4 separate regions of the Mus musculus genome follow, and regions 1, 2 and 4 are each linked to region 3. Evidence: chromatin contacts called from public HiChIP or PLAC-seq and promoter capture Hi-C data. All regions are on one chromosome and are shown on one strand. Each heading gives the region's core, a stretch centred on a gene start, on an enhancer-like site or on the middle of the called end of the contact. The rest is flanking DNA. Distances are from core to core; before and after follow the strand shown.

Region 1 (3,930 bases), core at 506-3,005, 350 kb after region 3:
TCTGACCAGAGTAAGGGCTCAACAGACTAATTGTGGAACAAAGAACTAGCATCAACTGGTACCCTGTGGAGAGAGGCTGTTGACAACAGTGAGGATAATCTTGCCGCACACACGCAAACACTACCCTGGTTATGAACACACTCAATATCCCTGCCTTCAGGGAATCTCCTGGTCCCTTGCTATGATGAGAACAGAAATGATTTTACCGTTCCTCCTGAGACCTTATACAAGCTAGGTAAGAACTCTACCACTGAGCAACACTCAACAGCCTGGATTTTGTCTCTTTGTTTATGTTCTGGGTTTTAACTTTTTATTTTGAGGTGTGGTCTTGTTAAATTGCCCAGCCTTCAGACTTGGGATCCTACCGCCTCATCCTCACCCACCAGCTAGGATTATAGACCTGTGCTACCATGCTAGACTTCTTGATGGACCACCAGAGGCATGCCTCAAAGCCAGATTGTGCAGTGTCGGCTGACCTAAGAGGTTGATTGCAGGCCCAGGGCTCACCGACCACCCCCCCCCACACACACACACACACTACCTAGTGGACATCCACAGTTTAGGTGGCCTGTGTGCAAAGCTGTCTGGACCAGAACAAAGAGGGGGCTTTTGTGGTGGACACTTGGGTCCTTGAAGGACACCATTATTCTATGTGGGCTTCTCAGAAGCTCCAGAGTCCTGGATGAAGGAAATCCTAGGAGAAACAGGACTAATGTCTGGGTTGACTTCTTGTGGGGCTATGAGGGCAGGGGTGGGGAGAGCAATTCTTAGGGTACATTTTTTTATCAGTTCAGATAATCTGTTCAATGCTCCCTCCCCCGCCCCCCCGTCCCCCCCCCCCCACCCCACTGTGCACCTGCCTGCTCCTGTACTGCTGCTCCGAAGGGAGAGTGGAGACAGACAGGGGACCCTCAGGCAGCAGCTGTTTGCCCATCTCCCCCATCCTGTGGTCCCAGCGTCCACAGCGACCTCACCTACATACTCGCCCCTCGTGAAGGGCAGGGCTGGATGGACCACCCGTGTCTGCTGCTCAGCGGGAGGCGGTTCATAGGAATCGTCGCCCGTCTCCTCGGCAGGCATCACATACATCTCGGAGTCCGAATGTTCATCTGGATTTTCATAGTCACTGTCCTGCAAATGTAAGCATCGTGCTTGGTACCCTGCAGGTGCTGTCTAGTGAGCGGATCCCACCTTAGGAGGCAGGAGGGGTTCCAGCGGAGGCAGAGGACAGGAAGTGGAGGTTGATGGAGACTGATGGAGACTGTCTGTTTCTGCCTGCTTCACCCAGCTCCTGCCATGATCACACAGGACTTTCCAGTGCAGAGACAGACACTTGTCTCCTTTCTGTTGGGATGTTATAACGGGGTTCCTCTGTCGGGCATAAAGGCTTTAGGAACAAGCCTGTGTTTCATACTATCTGCAGCGGAGACCCACCAAAGTAAAAATAACCGCTAGGGGAATTTAACCAATCCTTGTTAATCTTGGCTGTTTAACTTCAGGGTAGGTCGATCCCTATTCTCCGGGTTAATTTTTACTTTGTACTCCTCGACCTATACCTTCTCTGTAAAGATTACTTCTTTTATTTCTTGAGATTATAATATAATTAGACCGTTTCCCCTCCCCCTTCTCTCTTCAAACCCTCCCATATACCTATCCTTTGCTGTCTTTCAAATTCTTAATTCAGCCAGCAAGCTGTCTTCTCCCTCCCAGCCGCAGATGTGATCTTGCGCTGAAGCCAGCAGGGGGCGCACCCCCGACACTCTGGTTTCCGCTACACTGGGTTCTAGGGGGAACTTCATGCCCCAGTGACCCGCAATGAGATCACCCTTCCCCTTATTTTTCTTTTCTTTTTCTGCGGTTGAAGGAGGAGGAACTGCTGTCCTAAAGACCACATCCAGGTGGTGAACACAGATTCGATTCTAGACACTGGCCTGGAAGTCTTCATTCTGCGTCGTCCCCGTGAGGGACAGTGGAAATGTCAGTCTGTCCTCCTGACCTCCGCTTCCTTATAAATGAGGTGGGGGTGTGTTTAGGGTTCCTCACAGATCGAAACTCAGATCAGAGCACATTGTGGAAGGTACATTGTGGATGGATACAACAATGTTGAAGAAAACTTTAGACTCAGCTCCCATCATAGTGACCTGCCAGGGTCACTATGGCTAGGTCCCTCTTTCTCACTCCGTGACCTAGGAAGCACAGCTGATGTTCTTTTGGTCCTAACAGGTACCCTGGTAGCTGACAGCCTGGTTCTGAGACCCAGGTTTGAGTTTGGAAACTCTAAGTTAATGAAATGCTCCTTTCTGGTTCTAGCCAGAACTCTGTTAGAAAATAGAGTTTTGCTTGCTTAGTAGCCTGGCCTCAAACACTCCAAGTAACCCAGACTGGCCTTAAACTCTCAAGTCTTCCTGCCTCAGCCTCCCAAGTACTGAGATTAGATGTGAGTACCAGCTCTGGCGTTAACTCTTTGTTTTGGCGGCTCTCCTGCCTGGTGTCAGAGAGTAAGAGAGCACTGGGCAGCTTAGGTCAGAAGTATGCCTATTAGTACAGAGTATTTAAATGCATGTGTTACTTCTGGTTTTGTGAGTCTGTGAGCTCAAAGAATGGGGTAATCTATCTACCTCCCAGGGCCATGGTAGAATAGAGAAAGGTTATATGTAAAAGCGTTCAGCCTGACTTTTGATGAGCACTGGGTCAAGTGAGCTCTCAGCGAGGTCACTGCCACCTACCAAGAGGAGGCTCTTCAGCCCTTCTGAGACCCACCCCCCATCCCCGTGTTGCTCAGCTAGCCTTCAGAGTGTGGTTCAGAAAGAAGCCATTGAAGAGGTCTCCTCGAAAGGCTGGTACCCTCCTGATCCCAGGAGCAAACACTCACGAAGTCATCTGACCACTGCTCCTCTTCATCTGCAGGGCTGTCTGTAACAGGAGAGGGACACAGAGCAAAAAGCATGAATCCAGCTGGCCAGCTCTGGCTGACCCACAGGCACATGTACTGTCTGTCCTTAGCCCCCTGAGCTGACTGCCCACGGGCGCCAAAACTGGCTGCTTTTCTGTGGGCCTTGAACAGTAATTACAGCCATATTGTCATTTTTTTTCATCTCTTTCTCAGAAAGCTTAACCTAAAGCACAAAAGATAAGTCCCGCAGGAGCAGAACAGTGGGGCCCTTTACCTAGGCCTGCCTTTGTCAAGGGACATTTCTGGACATTTGCCCATTTTTTTTTTTTTTTTTTTGCTTTGATAAAGTCCATAACTGTCAGGTCCAAAAGGCACCCCACCCCCCTCCCAAAGGGTAGGCCCACTGGCTCAGTCCAAAACTGAGTCTAGGCCCAGCTCAATCTGGACTCTAGGGGGGATTTCTGGTGGTTAGATAAGAGCCAGGAATTCTTAGGAACTTGTAAAACTGGTTCACATTTGCTAAAATGGAAACTTTTTTCCTTACCTCTGGCAGAAGGGACAATGGCTCTCTACTGACATGCACCTGTGGCTGCAGGCCCAGACTAACCCCCAGATTTCCACAATCCTTGTTCCCAATTACTTGTTTCATATGTGTGTGTGTGTGTGTGTGTGTGTGTGTGTGTGTGTGTGTGTGTGTATCATATATCGTGGCCTCCTTCTCACCTCAGATCACTGCTCTCTTTATTACTACCCCTCCTTGTGCACTATTCTCTCTCTACCCCCACCCGTCTGTGTACTATTCTCTCTTCTCTAGCTCTTCCCCTTCTCTTGCAGATAGCCCAGGCCATGTGCAGTCTGCTCCCTCCCCCACTCTGGACTCTTCCAGATGCCCCTGTATATTTTCTTCCTCTTATGCACAATAAGACTTTTCCCCTAATCATACCCTGGAACAGTCATGTTGGCAGTTTCTTTACTGTGTCTCCTTGCATACAATAACCAAAAGCAACTTGGAGAGGTTTTGGATTTGGCTTATAGGT
Region 2 (4,225 bases), core at 1,126-3,625, 320 kb before region 3:
TGCTAGGGCACCTGGTCTGCCACCATTTCTTCCCCTAGACTTCATCAAGTCATGGTGCTGAAGGAAAACTTCAAAACCAGACCAGCCTCTAGCAGCACTTGAGGTCTGCTGGCTCTGGGATACTCAGGAACAGAGGCAGGAGTTGTCAGTGATGCTCAGGCTATGACCTGTGGAACACGGATGGGGACTGACTTATCTAGCCCCAAGGGACCTCTTTAAAATGGGAGTGGGTAAAGACTGGGCACATTTTTTTTTTTTTTTTTTGGCTAATGTTGCTCATGGACATGCTCCAGATCAGATTCCCCAAGCAGCGGGGGCTAGAGCAGCTCCCAGAAGCAGTCATGTAAATACAGATGTCTTCAGCAGATAGTTAATCCCTGATACACAATGGGTTTCAAACACACTTCTCTGTTCCTTCTTTGAATTCTTTCTTTACCAACTGCATTAGTTTTCTTACTGACTCAGTACTTAAATAAAGAGACCAGTTCATGAATGATGCTTCATCCTCCGATAAAAAATAATCTCTGTGCTTTTTAGTCTTCTTATAGATATAAAGGTTTTACATAGTTGCCTGGAAAAGTACCAAACTGCCTCGTCCTTCTCGAAGTGCCTGGAAGAAACACAACAAGCAAACAAAAAAACAGACACAGAATGAGAGGGCACATACAACTGAGTTCAGAGAAGATGCTGGAGATGCTGTAGAGTCCCCCCTTGGTAACAACCTCACACTGTGATTTGCAAAGCTGTATCATTTGGGCTATAAAATGATGGGCAGTGAGGAGGAGGACCCAGGCTCAGAGTTAACAGAATCTGAACCCAGGTCTTCTGTCTCCAGCCCCACTGTTCATCCCAATACTCTGTCCTTGCTGATGAAAAATGTTGGGTTGCAAAATCCATATTAGGTCCCTTCTGAAGATAACTGAGGTGTGCAAGGAAGATACTCAGCCCAACACCCTTCCTTCAGCCAGGACACCGCCTTCATTGGAGAACTGGTGTCCCTTCCCACCGGCTGGAGATAGAAGCACTCCTAGAGGAATCTCACTGCAAATTTATTCTCAACCTCTCCTTCTTTCTCTTCGTCTATCTTTCTCTCCTCTCTCTTTTTTTTCTCTTGAAACAGTCTTGCTGTACAGCTCAAGATTCATTAAGACATCAGGACTAATTTAATAGGTTTTTCTTTACTTTTTCAATGCGGCCTGTCTAAAGTTTTCAGTTTTACACTTGGCACACCTACTGTTTCTATGGGGCTGCAGTATGCTCTGTGGCCTTTAGCTTCCTGATAAGACTTTCTTTTGTAAAGAACTCCACAGGGAGGCCTGGCTTCTGGGAGGACAGAGCATTTTCTAAGAGGTTGGTAAGTGTGCGTGAAGTCTGTGGTACTCAGAGACAAACCCAGGCCTCATGCTTTAAACAAATGTTCTACCACTGAGCCTTGCAGAACCCTCCTTTGTTTTATTATTTGAGCTGGTTGCTTTTCTTCAAGTTATTAGAAGCCTAGAATAACTACAATGATGTGAGGAACATCCACACATGTGCTCGAACTTTATGGTGGAGACCTAGTCATGTTCGTGTTCTCCACTCCTGTCCACCCCCCACCCTGGTAGTTTTTTTTTTTTTTTTGAGACAGGACTTCTATATATATCCCTGGCTGTCCTGGAACTCGTTCTATAGAATCGGCCGCCTGCCTCTACCTCCCAAGTGCTGGATTAAAGGCATGAACTACCACTGTCCAGACCTTGTGTTGTTTCTTGAGAGTTTTAAAGGTGGAATCTTTAAATATTAAAGACATATACACAATAGAAATATAAACGGAACCCAATTAACAGCAGTGACAAATGTGGCACTGCGGTCTGACATAGACTCTGGCATATCTTGGCTTTAGGTTCTACTCAGTGACATTCATACGACCTTGAGATGAGTGGCCCAGCATTCCTAGGGGCTGGAAGATTGCTTTTTACATGTCTCATCATTCTTAGTCCTTCTTCCAATACACTACTAGGAAGAAAAGCATGATGGGATTCTTACCAACAAACCATCCATCGTCACATTTTTCCATGACATCAACAATATCTCCATCTCGGAGTTCCAACTCATCATCGTTCTGTGGCACATAACTATATAACGCTTGGTAGCTACACCTACAAACCAGAGGAAGGACCAGTGAGTGGCTCAGCTGCCGACAGAATCTGATGCCCATCTACAAATCCCAACACTGTAAACCCAGCATCGATGTAATGTTTCCCACTTAATGTTGAAAGCATTTTATTGACTAGTGCTCTAGCATTGAAGAAATGCATTAAATCAATTAAGGCCAACAGGGGTTGGGGGACTTCTGATGATCAAGTAATGGTTAAACTTAGTTGTTTTTTTTTTCCTCATTACCATGGGAAACCTTTATTGTCTACAGCCTCTCCCTAGCCTCTATCCACTTTACTACCTTTAAAGTTAACCACGCCCCTTTTTATAATAGGATAATATAGGTAGATAATTAAGAATAATAAGCAGTTATTTAGTTCCAGGATTATTAAATTCTGGCAATCAATGTTAGAGAACAAAAAGCAATTGTACAAACGGGATAGATTATGCACAGGCAGAAAATTGTACATTCCCGGTTAAATGTATTGGCTCATGTTTGTGTTCTTAGCATGTAGGAAGCTGAGGTAGGAAGACGTCACTGAGTCTAAGGCCACTCTGTGCTGCACATTGAGCTCCTGGCTTACAGAGTAAGACCCAGACGGGTCAAGGACACCACAAGCAAACCCTTAGGGGCTCACTGAGACCGAAACAATAGTCAGGGAGTCTGCATAGGTCTAACCTAGGCCCTCTGCATATATTCTGTAGTTGTGCAGCTCAGTGTTGTGTGGGACTCCTAATAGAGGGAGCAGCAGCTACTTCTGACACTTTTTCCTGTTTTGTGACCCAGGGGTGGGGAGAGGGACTGGGAAAAGAGGAGGCAGGGAAAACTGGTGTCTGGATAAAATATGAGAGAACAAATTAATAAAAATATCAAAACCCCTCAGAGCAATACTAATTAAAACTAAGATAGCACATTCCCATTGTCTCACTGTGTGGGGGCCCTCTTCCGAACAGCCCGAAAACTCACTGCTTCTGCTCCACCCAAGGATAGCTGCAGATAAGGTTTTGTTGACTTGCTCTTTGGCCTAGGACATCTGGTCTGTGCTGCTCTGTGCTCTGATAACAGTGAGGCTCATTGTGAAACTGGCATCAGCTTCAGCAGCAAGGGAGAGCTTTGTTTTCATTCTCCTCTTACCAAATGCTTCTGGGGCATCTAATGTGCACCACCAATGTCACAATTCATTTTAAAACACCACGGTAGCACCAGCATTTTGTAAATGTGCCAATCAAATGCCATTTCCAATAATGCCAGTGAATTCCAATGTGGAGTAAGAGAGATTAGACAGCACATGGCGCTGGCTTAAAGCACTAACAGGCTTGTACTGACTGTCACACACAGGATCCTGTTTTCACCACTTGTCCCAGTGTGTTGAGATCTTGGTGGAAGGATCTGGGTGTGAGTGGGAAGGTCTCGTAACGAGGAATGGGAGAGATGAAGATAGCTTTCAAGTTGGTAAGTGAATACCTTGTCTCCTGTTTCTGTATTTATTTCTTACCTAGCTTGGATTCCTACCGCTGGATGTGTAATACATGTATGTCCTCACTAGCTTCTGAAACTGCCCGTCCCCTTAATTTCCACTATAACTGCTTTGCTAGAGAATGTTCTTTAAAATAACTCTGCTTGTCTGTCTGCAAACCGTGGAGAAAGACCAGAGAAAATATGTACCCTTTTGGCCTTAGTTCTAAAGGTCCCCTGTGGCTCGGAGGTCCCCAGCTGAGTTCTTCTGCTGGTTCTAGTACCCTACTCTCAACAGAGTGTCTCGTATTCTGTCCCCTATTTTCTACAAGACCTTAATCTTCCTCCCCTCCAGACCCGAGTCTGTCTCTCCTTGTTGTCCTGTCCCTGTTACTGTGTGCAAGGACCCCTCTCTCCTGGTCTCTAAGAGGCAGGCAACACTGCTGGCCAGATGCAACAAGCTCTGTTCTATAAAAGTGAGCATTCCTAGACCTGTGCCTGTCTTGCTGCTCTATTTTATCCTCCTTCACTGACTCTTTCTCTTTACCCCGACTCTCTGTTGGGAATCTTATGCATTTCCATGGTTACATAAAGTCACTCTGTTCTAGCTAAGGGTACCATGACTGACTTCAT
Region 3 (3,896 bases), core at 884-3,383:
AATACAGACATACAAGCTAAGGCTATATTCATATACACAAGTATATTATTCATATGTGACTTCATATATAAGTATATAAATATTCTTGTTGGTGTCCACCAACTGTACCATCAGCCAACAATTTAGAGGTAGTTACACTCTGATATAACTGTGGACGTGAAAAACCTACAGACCATCTCATCCATCCCCTTAGGAAATTTGGATCCTCTGAGGCAAGGGTAGTTGCAAGGACCTCAGAGTAAGGTAGCAAAACTAGGAGCAGATCCCCAACCCCCAACTTGCTGGTCTGCAGTTTTCCCCCTCCACAGTGCTATAGAGGCCCTCTTAGGAATAGCACACCCTTCACCGCCAGTGATTATTATCAAGACATTTTATCCACTGTGAATAAATATACAGTTTGCTCTTTTCTAAAAAATGATATATTTATTTTTATTTTATGTGTATTGGTGTTTTGCTTAAATATGTCTGTGTGAGCATGACAGATCCCCTGGAGCTGGAGTTACAGCCAGTTGTGAGCTGCCATGTGGGTGCTGGGAATTGAACCTGGGTCCTCTGGAAGAACAGAGAGTGCTCTTAAGTGCTGAGCCATCTCTCTAGCCCCACAGTTTGTCCTTTTAAGGCACTGACAGCTTATCTGGAGGAAATCATAATATTCACATAAACTGACAATCATACAAGGAACTCTACAAATTCTTAAGGAATGACTTAGGACAACGAGTGTCTTAGAACTAACTTCTGAGGATGGGCTCACTTGGGCAGATGACAGAAGATTCTTAGAAGAGCTAAGATGTTCGCAATGAATGGAGAAAAGAGGGCCACTTGAGTCAAGGGGGAAAGCAGATAAAAGTTAGGAAAAATTTAAGGCACAGCTTGAGGACAAAGGACATGAATTCGTCCAAAACAAAAGGGCAGAATAAAATCATGAGAGAAAAGTTTTCGGACAAAGAAAGAGAAAGAAGGACACAAAGAAAGAAATCAATGCAGATTGCCAGGCTAAAGGTGCTGAGCAGTAGTTTAAAGGTGGTAGAGTCTCATGAAATTACTAATGTTCTTATTAACTAAAAGTAAGAGGGTAGTGGTAAGAGGGGTGAGCGACAGGGAATCTAAAAGAAATAAGAGAGCTGGGAATCCCAAAGACAAAGTCACATCTCAATAAACATTCAATGATAAGAGCTGTCAAACTCGTTTCTACTCACAGTTGTTCACACGGACACAAAACTGTGTCGTTCCACTGGAGTCCGTGAAAACTCTGGAAGGGAACGGGGAGTTGCTCCTGAACATAAGAGAGTTGTCCACACATACCCAACTTGAAGATCTGTGAGGAAAGGTGAAGATACTTAAGAGAGAGACATGGAGTACATCTAGGGAAGGGGGCCTTACCCCACCAATGTCTGATGCCAATAAGAGGGGTCTCTGGGCAGAGGTGCAACACTCAGGTTTTGTTTTACTGGATGGCTCAGCATTCCCAGGAAAGCCCAAGGGGACATCCGACCGGGAGACAGCGGGTAGGAAACTCACTCTTACTCCTCCACCGGAGGAGCACCGCAGCTCACCTTACACTACCAGGAAGACAGAAGGAAAAGACTGTTCTGGGATGGAGAAGATCGCAGTCCTTGTCACAGCAGCAGTTTAAATCGCAGGTACCCGGAGTCAAGTCACAGACACAGATCGGTAAAGCTGTAAGTACAAGAAGAAAAGCGAGATGAAGCTCCCCCAAAGTTTTCCCGCGCGGACAGCCCCAGTGCCAGCTACGTGGCAGGGCAATTTTGTCTACACAATTTTAGATCTGAGAAGTCAGTATTTCCATCCCGTATCCCGCCGCATCACCTGGAAAGGGGTCGGTGGTCGCGTTCACGGGCATCGATAGAGTCCAGGGAGTCGGACTCTCAGACGAATCCGGAGGAGCTGAGGTTGGCACTTCGGGCGTCACTGGCTCCAGGCCCCAGGAGGTGGGGAAAGCCCGGGCTGTGGAGGAGGGCTGCGGTCGGGCGGTCTCAGAAAGCATCAGGACCACCAGCAGCAGCAGGTGCAGCTGCAGGGTGCACATAAGGCAGCCTGGCCGCAGAGCGGTGCGACAGGAGCCTGGGTCTCCAGATACGTCCCAGGAGCCCTGGGAAGAAGAGTCGCGTACTTCGTCATCAGCTTCCGTCTGCGCATTGGCTCAGGCGGGAGCCGGGTGCTCTTCAGCCAATGGAAGGCCGTGTTGTTACGACCCTGAGCGTCCTTCATGCTGCTCTCCTCCTTAGCGGCGCGTGGTTCCCGTTACCTGGCAACCGCTGGGAGCCTCGGGGGCGAAGGCGTCTTTGCCTGATCCCGCCGCTAGATGGCAGCTGGCAGAGGGTTGGCGCGCTTTACGGACCTGGAAGAATTGGATGAAGTCATCACTGAGAGGAAGACCAAGAGGCACAAACTGAGATCTTACCAAGGTAAGAGGCCCTTTCTCTGGAAACACCATGAACTCAAGGAGAAAAACATAGAAAGTCACATCCCTTACGTGTGCCGGGAAACTGAGTACCTGATCACAAAGTTTAGGCCAAACTGGCTACTGAGTGAGACTCTGATCCCTAAAACAAAGACAAATGAACAAAGTCCCAATGATGGCATGAGAGATGGCTCAGCTTCTAAGAATATTTGTTTTTGTTTTTGTTTTTTTCAAAGAACTGGGGTTCGCTTCCCAGAACCCACAAGGTGTCTCACAACCATCCGCTGCTCCAGTTCCAGGAGATCCATTGCCTGTGCCATCTTCTGGCCTCAGTGGGCGCCATCTGACACCCGCAGGTGCAAAGACTCAAGCAGGCAAAACACTCCTCTGCATAAAATCTAAAATAAAATTTAAAAATGTCTCCACTTTAATTACTATGGTATTTTTTAAAAAGCATAATAAAACAATGCTTATTTCAACTCCACGAGTTTCTTTATTCCCCGCTCCCTGTCGCCTAGTCACAGTTTCATGTAGCCCAGGCTGACCCTCAAACTCAAGATGTGGTCAAAGATGGCTGAATTTCTGAACCTCCTGGGTCTGGAATTTTAGTCATATAGGCCACCTTCATGCACTCCTGCCAAACACTCTATCAAGTTAAATTTTATTTTATTTTTTAAAAAGTGTTAGTTAGTGCATTATATCAATAAATGTGATCTGTATATTTGTTGCTGGAAAGGGTAGTAAGGGAAGAGGTTCAGGACAAGAAAACAGGATGGAGAAGAGTATGAGGACTTAGAGAAAGTTACAATTTAGAAACATTTTCTGAGGAGAAAGTAAAGATACAGAGATGGAAATAGCCAAGGAACCAAGAAGCAAGCTAGCTGATTGCTCTTTTACGGTTTTATCATTAAGTTCTGAAACACTCTCTAGTATGTGCTTGCTCTTCTCAGGAGTGGCGTGGCCCTTCTGCATGCCTAATAGCACAAACATTCTGTATTTGCACTAATCTGAGACACAGGCAGGCATGGCTATGGCACACATGATAGGCATGCAATGCCTGAGCTGTTAAATATTTAATTTTAAAATTGTGACTCAAGGTTAAATAACCTCAGGTAACTAATAGCCATTGCAATGTGCAGTTGGATTGTGTATGATCAAAATCCAGCCAGCTATCTCCCTGTGCTCACAATTCCAACATTTGGGTTATTTTAATTATTTGGGGGAATAAAATAACATCTACCAGGAGTTACCTAATCCACTCCAGTCCACTCCTTAAAACTGATTTTGGATGTCTCTCTTTCCAATGAATCTCCTGGGCTGATGGCTCTCTTTTCCAATGAATTTTTTGGGCAGATAAGATTTGGGGCACTTGAAATTGCCCGTATTTTCCAAGAGGATCTTAATTTTTTTTTTTTTAAGATTCGTTTATTTTATATATGTGAGTACACTGTCTCTCTCTCCTCAGACACACCAG
Region 4 (3,854 bases), core at 352-2,851, 320 kb after region 3:
AGCTCTTCCGAATAAGAAACGATCCATCCTGTTTAGGCAGAATGATAGTATTAGTTATAGTTCCTTAAGCTAGATTCAGTTTGTGAAGAGTATTTTATCACTTTCAGATAGTATTTAGCTCCATGGTTTTGTTCTTGATTAGAATTTGTTGTATTATTTTCCATGAATAATACTGTTTATTAAAACGGATACTCAGACAAACTTGAGTGAAGCCAGTACTAGCATGTAATGTGCCGACTGAGGCATTGTGCTTGCTGGGATTTAGAAACATAAAAGGACACGGTAAGATCACTGACGAGAGTCTTTCGAGTTAGAGCCCATGTTTATAAGTTCCTTAAGTAAAAATCTAGACAGTAGGAAGGCAGAGGCTGGAAATTCAAGCTTTTAGCTTAAGAAAACGTTCCCCTCAATAGATTTATTTTAAGGTAGAAAAACTATTTAAAAAATTCAACGTGTATTAAATATTTTATTAAAATAGCTTAGAATCATACATTTAAAAAATTATAGCAAAACATGACCTAAAAGATAGGAAGAAGAAATGCAAAACTGGTGTTCAGCCTTAGGAAGGAATTTGAAAAGACAAAAAAGACCTATTATTTATTCCTCAGAAACAAAGGAATAAAATTTACGAGGTTTCCATAGACTAAGTAAGGTCTAATAGATTTCATGTGTGACCCAAAGTAAGCCAACGGAGACAGCCACAGCGTTTAAAAATGGACTGCAGTGTCGTGGGCCAGACTGTGATGACCACCCAAGAGTCACAGAGGCCTGAGGACAACAACTCTGAAAACCTTGCGGCTGACTGTCCTGGCTCCAAAGGCGGCGGACGGAGTCAACCAAGGCTCACCGTAACAGTGACAGCAAAGCTGGAACCTCACCGACCTCTGGGAAGCCCTGACCATTTAAGCACAAGCCCGATAGCCCTTCCCTGGGGGACTAGCTAAGGAGGTCGACAGGGGTTGGTTCAAAACACAAGCCTCTAGGATTGTGAGTCATAAGAAAGTAAGGATGTGATTGGCCCATTCAAACAGGTTGTTATTGCTCCAAAACACACCCTCTCCCCAACCCAGTCTCTCTCTAGGGCCACCTTTCCTGCACTGGGCCCCATACAAGGGAGATCTACTTTTTCCCTAACCAGAATGAGCTGGACAAGAAAGAAGCAAAAACCGAGGAAAACTTTAACTTGTTGGAGGCAGCCTTAGAAGGCCTTCTGATCTACCGACGATTTCCGTCTAGGCAGAGCAAAAAACCCTCAGCAGCTGATTGGTGACATTTTCCCAGGGATTTGAGGGTTTTTTGTTTGCTTGTTTTTGTTTTGTTTTTTAAATGGGAGAACAGAGGAAGTGAAAAGGAAACTTTAATCTTCCACTGTCCCATCTGTCCCCAGTGTTGAGCTCTCAAAAAAATGTTTCTAGGTCTATCTTCTGCCTTTATCTATATCCTAAGTCCCGTGAGTTGGTTCAAAATAGCCTGTCCTCTCTTCCCTTGCTCCTCAGAGCCTGGGCTCCGGCTGCATCAGGTCTCCCCAGACCTCCCTGCCTCCTACTTCTCTCTATTGTTTGAGGGTAGTGGGCCCCCTGGAGCCTTGAATTGAAAGACAAACAGGAAGGAGATGAAAGAACAAAGCAGCAGGTGCTCTGAAGGCCAAGTACCCGGAACTTGCCCCTGCCCCTAACCCATGCAACTACTAGTTGGCTTAAGTTTTTAGGTGTCCCAACCTTGTTGGATCTGTGCAAGGCCTCTTCAGCAGACTTGCGGTCACAGGCGCCAGCATACCAGGGCTTACCGAGCAGTTCAGCCTCCTGGGAGACAGAAGCATTGTGAAACAGGAGATGGTTCTCAAAGGAAATGAAAATTTAACCTATGTGCTTAAGTGGCCCATTTTGCAAAACCAAAGACGGGAACAATAATCAACATCTTTACCAGTAATGTCAAAATGAGTTTGTTTCGCGCTTCCTTTGAACAACCACAGAGATTATGTGGCTAGCTAGCTCATTCCCATTTGGCCTTAAGCTGTAAATTTAGTCTTAAAACATAAATGGACCTCACTAGATTCCTGAAGCATTTTTCTCCTGAATGAATTATTTACTCTTTTTTTTATTGTGCTAATATTCTCTTTAAAATTTTTTATTTATTTTTATTTTATGTGTATTGGTGTTTTGCCTGCATGTATGTATCAGTGTGGTTGTTTGATCCTGGAGTTACAGTTGTAAGCTGCCATGTAGGTGCTGGGAATTGAACCTGGGTCCTCTAGAAGCGCAGTCAGTGCCCTTAACTGCCGAGCCATCTTCCCAACCGTGTTTTTATTTATTCTTGATGCTTCATAGAGTGCTTCATCATGTCAGTGTGTGTGTGTTTATATGTGCATGGGAGTGGGTGCACCCGTGCACACAAGCACATGTGCAAGTGTGCCACATATCATCACTAGATGCTGCTTCCTCGGGCGCTGTCCTCCTTGCGTTTGAATGAGCATCACTCACTGGGATGGAGCTCAAGGACTAAGCTAGGCTGGCTGCCAGCCCACCCTGGGGATCTCCTGTTTCTGTCTCTCCCGGCTGGGATTAGAAGTACACAGATAGCATCTCACTCCTTTTTTTATTTCATTTTCTTCTATTCTATTTTTTGGGGGGTGGAAATCGGATTCAAATCCTCAATGCAACTTGTTCACGTGTCACCTTCAAGGGCACACAGTGTCCTTTCTGTCTCTTTATGCTGTTCCGTTTGATAGAGGCTTTAACATCCTAAGCCTCCACAGGTCTATTCTGAGGAAATTATAAAGTTTAAATAAATGTGAGAGGACTAACAACAAAAACAACACATTCCCTCATTGTTTTAAAGAAACACTGTTATTTGGGGCGCCTGGAATAGAAACAAGAATAAATGGGGCGAGGTCTCTCTTAGTCACTGAAACAAACAAACAAACAAACAAACAAACACAACAAAACAAAAAAACACAGGACATTCTGCATCCATCGGACCAACTCAGTTAAAATCCAGACTCCATCCTGAGCCATACTCCAAGCTGTCTTCTCAGAAGACATGCCCTTTCCTGAAATCCACTGGAAATAATCCACCGATGTCAAGCTCATGCCCTACCTGGTCTGCAAACGTCGAATTAAATGGGAAGCTGTGGAACGGTCCATCTGCAGCTGGGCTCCCCGCTTCTGGGAACCCTGGAAGAGATTTGAAAACTCCATGAATCTTCAGTCGTTTCTGTGCAGGTACAGTGCCTCACTACTGCAGGAGCTCTCAGGGCCACACACAGAGCTGAAAACTCCTCAGGACTGCTCAGAGCGGGGCTTCAGGACCCCTTTAAATCCTCAAGATCCTTCCAGATGTTTGAGAGGTCTTTGTTGTTGGCAAATCTCATCTTTGAAAAGCCTAAGTTTTCCTCACCTATTGCAACAAGCATAGCAATAGACTGTTGGCTCCAGAATTTAAAAATTCTGCCAAGGTGGACCTGGCAATGCAGTCTGTAATATTAGTTACTAGGAAACTGAGGCAGGGGGAGCCCAAGTTCAAGGCCAGCCTGGGCTACACAGTGAGACCCTGTCTTAGGAGTAAGTAAAATTTGTAAAATGTAATCCAGTGCCGCTCTATAGACACACACACAAGCACACACATGTTATATTTAGTTTGGAATAGTTTTCATAAAAATATTTATGTTAGTGTCTAATGAGTCCAATGTAATTTTCAAATGGGTTATTTAATAGTTTTATTTTTTAAGCTTTAATAATGAGAAGCAGTCTCTTCGTGCTCCATTGTGAGACTTATCCAACGCATAAAACAAGGAAGTAGTCAATCCACATATCCATGGCTCTAACTTACAGCTTTGAAAATGACCTATTTGCTAA

The links. Promoter capture Hi-C pulls out the DNA fragments that hold promoters and counts their contacts. HiChIP or PLAC-seq counts read pairs in DNA pulled down with a chosen protein or histone mark. Capture Hi-C pulls out chosen DNA fragments and counts their contacts.
Region 1: a contact with region 3 is called in an H3K27ac HiChIP or PLAC-seq map of large pre-B cells, with 2.6 times the contacts expected there. The contact joins the enhancer-like site here to the promoter of Tctn3 in region 3. A contact is called at or near these places in 2 of 39 promoter capture datasets (the C10 cell line and liver) and 3 of 115 datasets of contacts at active chromatin or transcription factors (the 230-238 cell line and large pre-B cells).
Region 2: a contact with region 3 is called in a promoter capture Hi-C map of liver. The contact joins the promoter of A930028N01Rik here to the promoter of Tctn3 in region 3. A contact is called at or near these places in 2 of 9 other capture datasets (adipose tissue and liver).
Region 4: a contact with region 3 is called in a promoter capture Hi-C map of the HPC-7 cell line, with 2.7 times the contacts expected there. The contact joins the enhancer-like site here to the promoter of Tctn3 in region 3. A contact is called at or near these places in 4 of 39 promoter capture datasets (the C10 cell line, the HPC-7 cell line, hippocampal neurons and 1 more) and 1 of 484 Hi-C or Micro-C datasets (embryonic stem cells).

The regions. Positions count from the first base shown.
Region 1 is chr19:40,961,371-40,965,300 of GRCm38.p6, forward strand. Blnk (B cell linker) reads right to left here. Exons shown (of 17, transcript NM_008528.5): 4 at 2,873-2,913; 5 at 975-1,131. Among named protein-coding and RNA genes, the nearest start is that of Blnk, 31 kb to the right of the region's middle. Within about 2 kb of position 1,756, at least 45 of the 459 cell types and tissues checked have an H3K27ac peak or open chromatin away from gene starts, as enhancers often do. A contact at or near this core is called in the 230-238 cell line, where this site is marked.
Region 2 is chr19:40,294,507-40,298,731 of GRCm38.p6, forward strand. A930028N01Rik (a long non-coding RNA gene) reads left to right here and starts at 2,376. Exons shown (of 2, transcript XR_386702.4): 1 at 2,376-3,589. It overlaps Sorbs1 (sorbin and SH3 domain containing 1), which reads right to left. Exons shown (of 29, transcript NM_178362.1): 28 at 2,026-2,138; 29 at 1-610. The coding sequence ends at 543.
Region 3 is chr19:40,610,098-40,613,993 of GRCm38.p6, forward strand. It overlaps Tctn3 (tectonic family member 3), which reads right to left and starts at 2,134. Exons shown (of 14, transcript NM_026260.3): 1 at 1,828-2,134; 2 at 1,554-1,677; 3 at 1,197-1,315. The coding sequence starts at 2,047. It also overlaps a transcript of Entpd1 not described here.
Region 4 is chr19:40,934,555-40,938,408 of GRCm38.p6, forward strand. It overlaps Blnk (B cell linker), which reads right to left. Exons shown (of 17, transcript NM_008528.5): 14 at 3,097-3,173; 15 at 1,719-1,802; 16 at 1-28. Among named protein-coding and RNA genes, the nearest start is that of Zfp518a, 42 kb to the left of the region's middle. Within about 2 kb of position 1,602, at least 36 of the 459 cell types and tissues checked have an H3K27ac peak or open chromatin away from gene starts, as enhancers often do. A contact at or near this core is called in the HPC-7 cell line and embryonic stem cells, where this site is marked.